Regions from separate parts of the Sus scrofa genome. Here regions 1 and 2 are each linked to region 3. The links are chromatin contacts, called in public Hi-C and HiChIP or PLAC-seq maps. All regions are on one chromosome and are shown on one strand. The core of a region is the stretch at or near the end of the contact, and the rest is flanking DNA. Distances in the headings are between cores, read along the strand shown.

Region 1 (3,915 bases), core at 1,407-3,906, 110 kb after region 3:
TGATAAAATGCTTAGCAAAAATGCCCTGTTGTAACACTTCTCATGTTTTAAAAGTTTTAGGTAAAATACTACAGTTTTAAAGTTTTCTTTTCAATGAGAATTAAATTTTATACTTATTTAATATCTCTTTTAAGTGGGGGAAAGAAAGCATTTTCTGTGCCTGTTGCATAATTAAAACAAACAAATTAAAGCACTCTCACATTTAAAGTTGTAAAGGCTCAATAATCTAAATTGACAACTACAAATGAATTTTACTTTCTCTGAAGAGTGCATGAAGTAGTTTCCATATTGTAAAGTGAAATAGATTTTCATATTTCCAAAGGACTGGAAAAAATGATGAATAAAGCAAATTATTCAAACTGCCCTTCGCGAATAAATTTAACAAAAACACTGAAATATTTTTTAAAGTAATTGTATGCTGAATATTGTTTTAAAATGTCAACTCAGTGAAAAATTGTAATCAGTGTTTTGCATTTATGGTCCCCAAAGGAAAATTAGGTAATAATTCTGCCAAAAAGCCTACACTTTCGAAATACTCGATTACAATTCATAGCTACAGCAAAAGAAAGTATATTTCTTAGCTTTTTCAGTAGAGTACAGCTTAAATTTTCCTCAGTACTTACTTGTTTTACTTCAACTCAAAAATACTTATCAATTTTTTTAATTAAGTTTCTTCCAACTCAAAAAAAAACACATGACTGCGCACTATAAAAGTTTTATATTTTATGACATTTATTTTGCTATGGCCTCTAATTAATCAAAAAACCTTAAACAACAACAGCTAAAATCAGTAGAAACATTTTTCAGTATTTTTAGGATAAATATTCTATCAATTGCAGATAGGTAAAATAATCAAAAAATAAAAATGGAAACAGAAGACAATGTTATGCATTTGTGAGATAGGATTAAAATAAAACTATAAAAATACAATTCAAAAATAATTTTTAAGCAAGAACTCTGTGAAGAAGCAATCTTATTTTTCTTGCACCTGTTTGAAGACAGTAAATGATAAAAATATTCCTGCTTTTCTGAAATTTTGAAATGTCTACCTCATATGTTGACTTCTTTTTCAAAGAGTATCAAAGATTACATCAAATGAGAGTTCAACTGTGAACTCAAATAGAATTATAGAACTTATGCAGGTAAATTTCTACAAATAGCAGCTCTGTATTTGCCTTTCCCCATTTATACTGTATTTTAATGTTGACTGATATAGTAACTTCAAGCACCCTATACCTCAGTGCAACTAATAGCAAGGTAAATACAATATCAAGATTCAGTCAACAGCAATAACAAAAAATATTTTATACATACATAAATTATATAAATACACAAATTGATCTAAAGGAGATCAAGATGCATTTCCTAATGCTAAAATTTACTTAAATTTCACTTTTTTCTATGACCCCAAGTAGCAACAATTTACATTGTTCAGTAAGTAAAAAAGTGAAACTAAGTATAGTGATAAATATATGAAAAACATACCTACTAAGAGAGCTCCAACTCATGTTTCTTTAAAGAATACATCATCAACATTTTTAAAGAGAAAGACGATTACTTTAAAGTGAAAAAATAAAGTTTCACTCTAGGTTACCATCGACTGATCTATGAGGCAAAAATGGCATGTAGTATAGTGATAACAGGATTTCTTAAGAAAAAAAATCAGAGCAACCGAGATCCCACTTTTCTGCTTTTAAATTCTCTGCAGTGTGTCTATTTTTAATATCTAAAGATATTGTTGAAAATGGTTATATAAAATCTGAGGTTGTTAATATCAGATTATTAAGGTACTTCATTGCAACTTGTTAATTTAACTCAAAATATTGGAGTATAAAATAATGTATCAGCTTACAAGACAAAATTCAGTTATAATAAAATCAAAATTGACAGCTTCAAAAATTAGATGAAAGTGACTTTGAGCTTCAGCATTCCTTTCATTTCAAAAAAAATCATCATTTTTATTGTGAAAAAGCAATTAAATACAATTATTTAAAGTTATTCGGTCATGCTTATATATCAAGCACCTCTATTAAAACATTTGTTATAAATACTATCAAGGTGTTAATAGATTTTTTAAAATTATACAGTACTTCTAATATGTTTTAGAATGCTAAACACCATGGTATTAAAATATATAAAAATCTCATTTAAAAATGTTAAGCTTAATTGTGCTCACACTGAAACTTCTAGAAAACTTCATTACTTACTGTCCACTGAGTATTACTTACAGAGATTAACAATTTTAAGAATTCATCTTTTATTTATTCTGAAGTGTTTTGAATAACCCTTTCGTACTGTATACTTCTCAGTGAGATAACCATCCCTACTCTGGTCTTCTGAGAAAAACAAAAAAATCAGTAAACATTTTCCTCTAAGATTGTTCTTGTTACAGCTTATTTTAGGTGCCCACAAGGAGAAATTCATAATTCTCAAGGCAACAATATGAGGAAAATTTTTTTAAATGCTTGCTTCATATTTATGGTATAAAGTCATTATGACATGCCTGCACAACTGGTTATGGCAGCTTTCAGACATGATTTCTAATAAATTTTTTTTTTTTTTTTTTTTTTTTTTTTTTGCTCCAGGTTCTTTAGAGAAAGCTTGCCGCTGGGAAGTTGATTTTGGCCAAGTGCCAAAATCATGTGCAAAGGGGCCTCATTAGGGATTCATGGCAGCCTTCAGCACTAACAAAAAATGTGACCCAACAGGCTAAATCAGCGACTAAAATTAAAAAGTAAGAGACAAAGACAACTTACTTAATATTCCTTCCAAAGCAACATTAAACTTTTTTGGTAATTAAACCCTTGTTAGTCTAATGCAGTGTTCCTCTGTTCTCAAATGATTGTACAATTACTCTTTAAAACTTGTCAATTTCCCTTCTAAATACACTTTCTTTCTGTGGCAGTTTACAAAGATTTTGCTATATAATAAAACTCTATATCCACTATAATCAGTGCAACAGCAGAAAACAAAATCGTAAAAATGCCGACCACAGTATTCCCTTAAGATTTAAACAAACAAACAAAAAAATAAGCAAACAAATAGTACCTTTTAAACTTCTACCAAAGTGATCAGGCACACTCCAAACTCCTGTCGCTGGTGATGAATCATTCTCGCTGCCCAACTTTCCCCCCCAAAAAAGTAGATTTGATACGCAGCCTTACCTAGATGTCTTCTGGCTTTTCTGCAGATCAAAAAGTTTCCTGCCTAAGCACACAGATATTCTTTCACAAACCATAAAGGCCCTTTTATGAATCCAGCACTGTAACAGGCTGCCTTCCACACCATGTTGAGAGCCCAGTGCGTCAGTTCTCAAGATAAAATACATGGCTAATACACAATTAGTGGGAGAAGTTGCCTGCTGGAGAATTTATCTTAACGAAAGAAGGAAAAAGAGGAAAAAGCAGCTTTTTTTCTTTCTTTCTTTCTTCTTCTTTTTTTTTTTTTTTTTTTTTCTGGAAAAAGCGAAGAGGGTGCGGTCAGATGTTAGGTTTTGCCTGAGAAAGGCCCTACACTGCACTAGTACCTAAATACTAGCAGAAGCTGCCTGGGAAGAGAGCCAATGGAAGGACTTTGTTTGACCCAGCTGCCAATCTCCCCTGAAGCCGTGCGCCAGACTAAACACTCACACTATTTTAACTCAAATCAGGCTACAGCAGCTGTTTGCTTTCCGGCTCTGAACGCTGCACCCACCATGGCCTGTGTGGTTCACCCAGCGAGCTGTGCTCACTGCCTGGCTAAAATCTGTTCTGGGTTGGGAATTTTTCATTGGAGAGTAAAATTTAACCCTACTCCTAAAGATGATGTTTGTTGTTTGGCATTTGGATCTGGCAATTTGGAATAATTTTATGATCTATTAAAAGAAATGTGATATTTTATACCACGGAGGAGAACTGGAATTTGAAAGTAACAATG
Region 2 (3,714 bases), core at 1,134-3,633, 68 kb before region 3:
CTTGAGGAAAGGCAAGGGGGAGAGTGAAAAGAGGGTAGTGATGTCAGCAAGGTAGCCAAGGGCAAGTTCACCTAGGGCCTTGTGAACTCAGTAAGGAGTATGTATGCTAGTCTAGTGGAATGACACTGGGAAGTTGTGAGGAGGGTGAAATGCAAGTGATATGCATTTTAAGTGAACCTCTGTCTTTTGTGCACAGTAGAGACTATAGTAGGTAATGAGAGGGAAGAAGATCAGTTACAAAGCTATGGCAATGGGGCAGGCAAGAGATGGCATTCATATGATGGGCTTAGGAGTTGCTAGAAATCATGAGAAGACTGTTAAAAGGACTTCGCATTGAAAATGCTTGTGGGGAGTTCCCATCATGGCTTGTGGTAACTAACCCGACTAGGGTCCATGAGGATGCAGATTTGATCCCTGGCCTCATTTAGTGGGTTAAGGATCTGGCATTGCCCTGAGCTGTAGTGTAGGTCACAGATGCGGCTCAGATCCTGCATTGCTGTGGCTGTGGTATAGGCCAGTAGATGTAGCTCCAATTTGACCTCTATGCCATGCATGCAGCCCCAAAAAGCAAAAGAAAACAAAAAAAGAAAAGAAAAAGAAAAGAAAATTATTTTTTCTCACATTATTATGCTCCATCCTAAGTGATTAGAAAAAAAGAATGTATACATATATGTGTAACTGGGTCACAATTCTGTACAGTAGAAAAAAAAAATTGTATTGGGAAGTAACAATTAAAAAAATAAAAAATAAATAAAATTTAAAAAAAGAAAAGAAAACTGTTGTGGACTTCCTAAGTCATCTTTTAACTGGCTACTAATTTAATTTTTACTACATAGAAGAGAGTGGGGAAGAATTCATACATTCATTCATTCAATGAACACATTGATAATTAATAAGAAAACATCAAGTGCTATGTACTTGAGATTAAAAGTTAAAAGAAGCTCAGTTTAGTGGAAAATAACTGCCAATAACCAGTTTCTCACAGATCAGCTCTCTGTCTTGCTTCATACAAACTCCCCCCATCCTAACCTCAACCCATTCCACTAAGTCCACTGAATTCATTGGACCATACCAGGTTCATGACAGCTCTTACCCAGGACTTGAGGCTGCTGCCATTCAAGATGCTCTTCCAAGTTAGAGTTTGAGGATGGAAGGAATGGATTAAAACAATATAGTCTATGTGGTATACATGGGCACGCACATGCGCGCGCGCGAACACACACACACACACCACACACACACACACACACACACACAATCCTAGCTCCAGCTTCCAACCCTTGAGTCTTCAACGTGCTGTAGGTCTTTCCTATCTCTCTTGACATAGTTATGTGATTCTCTAGCCAATGGAGAAACTTAATTCATGTTTTAATGATGGTGAACTCAACTTCCCTTGTTCCTGTCTTACCTTTTCATGGGAAGCTTTTAGGTAAAATACACTAAATTTTTCAAACAGATTTCCTTGAAGGTCTTTCCTATTGTTTGACATAGAAAGACATGCCCTCTCATATTAACCATGCAGGCTCTCTGTTGCTGTGGGATTGTGAAATCAATATTTGTTCTAAAAGTTAGGCTTCTTTCTTTGTCCTAAACAAAGGGCAGAGCTTTGCTAATTTTCCAAACCAGCAAGTTTTAAGCCCTGAGTGATCATTTGGGCATTTCATAGAGTGGTGGCATTGTTTCCTGTAGCAGAGACCTGCCTGGGACTCCAAAGGAACCTTTCAATGTCAGCAAAAATCTAGGGCTTATAAAAAGGAGAAGGAGGGGCATGAATCAACGGGCAGAAAGTTCTGGAAGCTGAGAATAAGGGTAGCAAGTTAATATTCTGATAACGGGGTTTTCAAATCTAAATGCTCTGGAATCCAAACCAAAATGCAGTACAAGACACTTTGACGTGACTTAAAAAATTATTGAAGAAGCAGGGAAATGAAAACACCTAGAGAAAGTTCTATATGTTACATGTTAAATACATAAGCACATATACATTATTGTTGATATATTTTAAATTTTGAAAATGCTCTAGGTATACAGTCTTGATCATATTTTCCTTGGTGTTCGCATGAAGACAAAAAAAAAATAAAATGAGGACTTGGTAATCCTCTTCAAGGTGTATGTGGGCTGCAATGGACTTCCTCTACTTCACAAGCAAGGCTTAAGAGAGTACCTTGGGAGCTTGGGAAGGGTTAAAGTTTTGTCTGTGACACTGAAATTGAGGCCAGCTGTAGGTCATATTCACGTCCCAGTCACAGGAAAATGAACCTGTGAGACAGAACCTAATTATCTGCTAAACCAAAAGCCAGTCTCAGTTCAATAACTTACGACAGAGCTAGCAGCCAGATATAGTGTTACCATGGCAACACTGGAAAAAGCTCCACTGCGGTTGAGAAAGAGGAGGAAGGGAAGGAGACTGTAACCCTAAATGTGCTGTAGCCGTTTGATCTTGGACAAGTGGGTCTGTCTAGAAAACCAGGTTATTCCATATACGCTACCATTGTCTGTTCACTTTAATACCTGCCATGATTACTGAAAAGAATAATGCAATCATAATTTTCTCTGGGCTTAAAATAATCCATTGGTAAATGGAAATATATTTTAAAGGAAAAAAAAAAACCCATAAGCTTCCCTTTTCTCCTCTTAGATACCATCCCCAAATACAGATAAAACAGGACACAAAGAGTGAGGATTCTTGAATACCTCGTCACTGTAAAGAATGAATTCTGTGTCCATGAAGTTCACTGTCACTTTCTTTTCCTCTTATTGCCAAATGCCAAGATATTTTTGAGAGCAAACTTCTTTGGAATTAAGCAATACTGTTTGCTTTTCTAATGGGTAGAAGTAGAACTGGAGAGTAGAAGAGAAATAGTTGTTTTCCGTGAACTCTAAACTTCCAAGTGAATAATTTCCTGGAATATGGAGTTAAGAAGAATCATACATTAGAGGGAGACAAGCCCTGCCAGGTTGGTCATTTTTCTTCTTGCCAGTTCAAGTTTGTGGTTCTTTCTGAAATAGCAATGGATTTCTGAATTTAGGAGATAATGAGGCTTAGGAACATAAATACTTCACTAGCCAGGTACCATGAATAATGTGAAAATAGCATCTCAGTAAAATTATTTGTAGAAATAATAAGAGCTTACCATACAGTTACATGCACTTAGAGGGGGGATTCAAAAGTACATTCCTTTCTCTCTCTCTCTTTTATAATCCTTCCCAGTGGAGACAAGTCATGCTAAAGCTTGTCAGTTACAATTATTGGATTTCAACATAATTGACAATTTTGATATGTCATTAATGATGTGATAAGACACCTCTAGTACATAATGTTATCACTTGGGCTTGCTATCCAGTTGTGATGCCAAATTTGAATCACATAGATACATATGCATAAATATAGAGGTACAGCAGTGTTTATGTATAACTCACAAGCACACTGGGTTTGGAATATGGAGAGAAAGGAATATGGAGATGAATAATACCCTTTTCATATGCATGAATAACTTTGCAGTAATGCAAATGAGAAAACACAAAATGGAAAGTAGGTTTCTTCTAGCAGAAATATGACTAAGAATGTAGCCTGAAATTTGCCAATATATTAAAGTCACTTATGATATCTGTGATTTTCTTTAAAGTGTCACATCTTTTAAAAACACTTTACCCTACCCTATTATATTTTAAGTATATAATTACATAAATATAGAAATCCACAACTTTAAATTC
Region 3 (3,799 bases), core at 251-2,750:
TTAAAGTTTATTATTTTTATGGAAAATATAGTATCAATTCTTAACATGAAAATTATACTCTATATACGCTATGTACTTAAAAACATTTTCTCTCTTTAACAATTTTAAAACATGTTTTGAAACAGTTTTAATGGAAATTAAAATAGGTGGAATATATCAGCTAATCCTTTCTCATTGAACCAGGAAAAACTGGGTTTTTGTTATAAAATGCTTCAATTGCTTAGCAATTTACTTCTACAAACAGACAAAATAATTAGAATGCAATGCATTTATCTGCTGATCCAATACACTGCTTTAAACTAAAAACAAGTTTGTATGTACTTTTTCTACTAAAATAATAGATATTTCCAACACTCTCAGCAATAGCTCTAAGACAAATTATTCTTTTAAATATATTTTAACAGTCAGTATTATTGTGGAAAAAGCTTTTTTCTACTTAGCAACTGAGAACATGATATTTTCATCTCTATTTGTTACACTGAAATCCTGGTAAGTAATTTAAATATAGCCTCCCCCAAACTAAATTTTATTTATCAGAAGTTTAATATATATTCTAACACGACCTCTTTTTTGAAGTTGAAAAAGTTTCTTCTTTCACATTTTAAATTATGAGTCAACGGCACATGAAAGGTTTAGTTTCTTTACCAACCAGGGCTAAATGCTCACTTTTCTTAGACAGCAAAAACTAATACTGTACACAATAAGCACAGATAATATATTAATGTTTTTCCAAAACTTCTATGTATAACAAAAATAAAAACAGGTACCATCTTTTGCATAGAGATTTTTCTATTTTTACTAAAGTTTCTATTCTAATCAGGATTAGAGCAAGAGAGCAAAAGGAAAAAGTTAATAAGAGTAAAGTGGGTGATGAGTTAAATCAGAGTAAATTGAAAGTTCAAGGATCCCCTTTTACATAACAGTAGGCTTAAAAAGAAACAACAAAAAAAAGTTATACCTGATATGAAAGGTGCGATTTCACCAAGAGCAATATATTGCTTATTATGCCATGTTTTGGAAATAATACAAAATAAAGAAGGCTCATTTGCTTATGTTGCCTTACAAAGCTGCTTTACAAAGCCCGATGTCTCTGTAGTTATACAAGCCAATGTTGGCTTTTTTTTTTTTTTTTTTTTGGTTTGTTTTGGTTTGGATTTTTGTTTGTTTGTTTTTGTTTTTGTTTTTGAGCAGGAGCGTCTCTTTCTCTCTCTCTCTCTTTTTTTCCCAGCACTGTTGCAAGGAGTAGGACAAACTCAGATTTTTTTTTCTTCATGGCTCCTGCTATTTCTTGGAAAAAAGGACCAGGGTGCTTGTCTTCTTTTTCTTGCTTCTCGGTATTCCAGGCACAAAGCACTGCGCAGAAGCTGCACCAATCCTTGCCGTCCCTGGCAGCAGAATGGTAGAAGGTGGGAGAGACCAGGAATCCTTCCAGGCTGTGCTGACTTTAGAAATGAGGATTGCACACGTTTGTCTCCTGAACCAAAAGGGTGAGAAGGCAGGGTGCCAGTTTGCTACACTGCTGCAATGATCTCATGCTCACTGCTGCTGTCGTCCTGTTTGCCCAGTTCAAATGCCTGTTCATTATAAACCAAAAAAAAAAAAAAAAAAAAAAACCTACTTGGATTCTTCAGCAAGCAGAAAGGGTATTAACGTTTTAAAAAATCAGCGGTAAGAAAAGGCAAAAAAACAAAAAAAGCACACACAATTTTAGGATTCACTTGTTATGCCTCAATATTCTGTTTATATGTTCTTTCTTTCTTTCTTTTTTTTTTTTTTCTATTTAGAGATAAGCAGCAGAATTTATCAGGCGTGAAAGGGACAGCCTCCTGGTGGCCTGCCAAAAACCCAGAATAAAGGCGAAGTTGTGCTTCAAAGCTCAGTCGCTTGCTGAGTCTGGCTAAAGTCAAGTATTAAGATCCACCATTTTCTGAGCCATGCTAGAAAAGAAGAAAAAAGTCAGGACGGTTGCTGCTTTCCAAGTCTCCGTTGGCACCATCACAAAATCTCAGTCGTAAGGTCACATGATTCTCTGCCAAATGTAGAGTGCATTCCCATCAACCATTCTGCTGATACTGCGAAGGCAGCTATTGTCTCGTTTAGACCCAAAGTTCAGCCCACTCTTCATTGAATTAGCTGAAAAACGCATCACCTTTGGGGGCTGGGAGTCATGGAAACGTCTACCTGGCAAGCTGCCCACTTTTTCTGCCCATCAACCAGAGATGGAATTGTGCTGCCTAATGCAATGATGACTTGGAATGTGAAGAGTCGTCCAAAGTGAATCTGATTCTTGCAACGCCTGTTTCAGTTTGCACAGAAAACTCTGGCTTCTTGTAGTTAAGGGTGTGTGTGTGCTGGGGGGGAATCCTTCAGACTAAATGTAGCAAATAAAGGTCTGAACATGCCTACTCCGTAACTTTATTTCACAACACAAATGGTTCTCAAAGGAAAAGACTGAAGTCTCTGCAAGTTTTCCCTTCCCCTGCCCCCTTTTCCTTTCTGAGTGAATGCAACAAGCCCAGGACGTTTGTTTTAGTCCCTTGCATTAAGATTGAAAAGCTCTTGAGTTTTGTCTTGCTTTTTATTACTTTCTGATTTTTATCTGGCACCAGTTTTGTACTACACGGCCACAATATCCTCCAGCAGCAGTGGGGATGCATTATTGCTTCAATCTCCGTCAAAGTGGTCCCCTGAGGGATGCCAGTTGTCTCTTCAACCGCGCACACCCCTGCAACTGGGTCCTGGGGTAATCCTCAGCAGTACCTAGCACAGCTGCTGTGCAAGTTTGCTAAGATTTGACTCATGGAAGAAGTGCTCTTTCTGTTCCTTCACCAGCTACAGTTTTCCTGTGTGGCGTGAAAGATCCCGTTGAAAGATACAAGGAATGTATCAACAGCTTCTAGGCAATCAAATGAAAGGGTTCCCTCACCTCAATGGATTTCCATTCTCACAGGCGACAGAAGTTCCCGTGGACAAACATTTCCATACTTTCTAACAAAAGTACAGTGAATGAAATCTTTCACCATTTCCTTAAGCAAAATCTATAGCTCAGTGGGAAAGCAAGTGCTATTAGTATTTAAGCGAAACATACTCAGTAGTACCAAAAAGAATTATGGTTGCCTTTCCTGCATTAAAAAATGCTTCAGTTTTTCTAAGATGGGGAATCTTTATAATTATCTTTGCACAATTTTAAAATTATATTCAGTGCCTTACAAAACTATGGATGAATGTTATCCCTCCTCCATGTACAGACACTCACATATAGACATATATATTGCACAATACCAGACAAAGACTGGAAAAGGTAATCAAACCATTACTTGCCTATAAAAAAATAAACAAAACCAAAAGAATTCAAGGATCTAGCAAATATCTTGGAAACGGTCTCTGGTCTTTTTTGAGTTATGGTCTTTGAGTCACTTTCTTGAGGAAGGATAGGAGTGAGTATGCATACACGCACATGCATGGAAACCATTCTGATGTTTTCCCCATATGTAATTCAGAATACAAACAATTCTAAACCATAAAATAAAAACTTACACATGTGCTGAAATTAAAAATTTGCTTTTTTTTTCTAGATTGCAAAATTGTGGATAAATTTTAGTACTGTCCTAAGCACATGCCTTGGAGTGCCTGGTGGGGGAACAAGCCCAGCCAACACATGTGCCCCATGCTTTAGCACAGCCAGAAGAAAGTAGATAAGTCCTCACAGAAAGAAAATGTTGTGTTCTCGTTCACTTATTCAGCAATTATTTAAGTAGGTGTATGTGGCCAGGCTGTGTGATAGACACAGGGGAACAGC

Evidence for each region. A called contact is a pair of places that touch in the nucleus more often than the background predicts. HiChIP or PLAC-seq counts read pairs in DNA pulled down with a chosen protein or histone mark.
Region 1: a contact with region 3 is called in an H3K27ac HiChIP or PLAC-seq map of skeletal muscle. The contact joins two enhancer-like sites. A contact is called at or near these places in 11 of 47 Hi-C or Micro-C datasets (embryonic fibroblasts, fetal heart ventricle, fetal skeletal muscle and 7 more) and 1 of 2 datasets of contacts at active chromatin or transcription factors (skeletal muscle).
Region 2: a contact with region 3 is called in a Hi-C map of liver, with 9 times the contacts expected there. The contact joins two enhancer-like sites. A contact is called at or near these places in 6 of 47 Hi-C or Micro-C datasets (embryonic fibroblasts, epiblast stem cells, fetal heart ventricle and 2 more).

The regions. Positions count from the first base shown.
Region 1 is chr13:181,189,247-181,193,161 of Sscrofa11.1, reverse strand. The region is part of intron 5 of LOC106508546; the gene reads right to left. Among named protein-coding and RNA genes, the nearest start is that of MIR99A, 110 kb to the left of the region's middle. Within about 2 kb of position 2,656, at least 18 of the 83 cell types and tissues checked have an H3K27ac peak or open chromatin away from gene starts, as enhancers often do. A contact at or near this core is called in fetal skeletal muscle and skeletal muscle, where this site is marked.
Region 2 is chr13:181,365,315-181,369,028 of Sscrofa11.1, reverse strand. It overlaps a transcript of LOC106508546 not described here. Among named protein-coding and RNA genes, the nearest start is that of MIRLET7C, 64 kb to the right of the region's middle. Within about 2 kb of position 2,383, at least 8 of the 83 cell types and tissues checked have an H3K27ac peak or open chromatin away from gene starts, as enhancers often do. A contact at or near this core is called in liver, where this site is marked.
Region 3 is chr13:181,296,287-181,300,085 of Sscrofa11.1, reverse strand. It overlaps a transcript of LOC106508546 not described here. Among named protein-coding and RNA genes, the nearest start is that of MIR99A, 4.3 kb to the left of the region's middle. Within about 2 kb of position 1,500, at least 41 of the 83 cell types and tissues checked have an H3K27ac peak or open chromatin away from gene starts, as enhancers often do. A contact at or near this core is called in fetal skeletal muscle, liver and skeletal muscle, where this site is marked.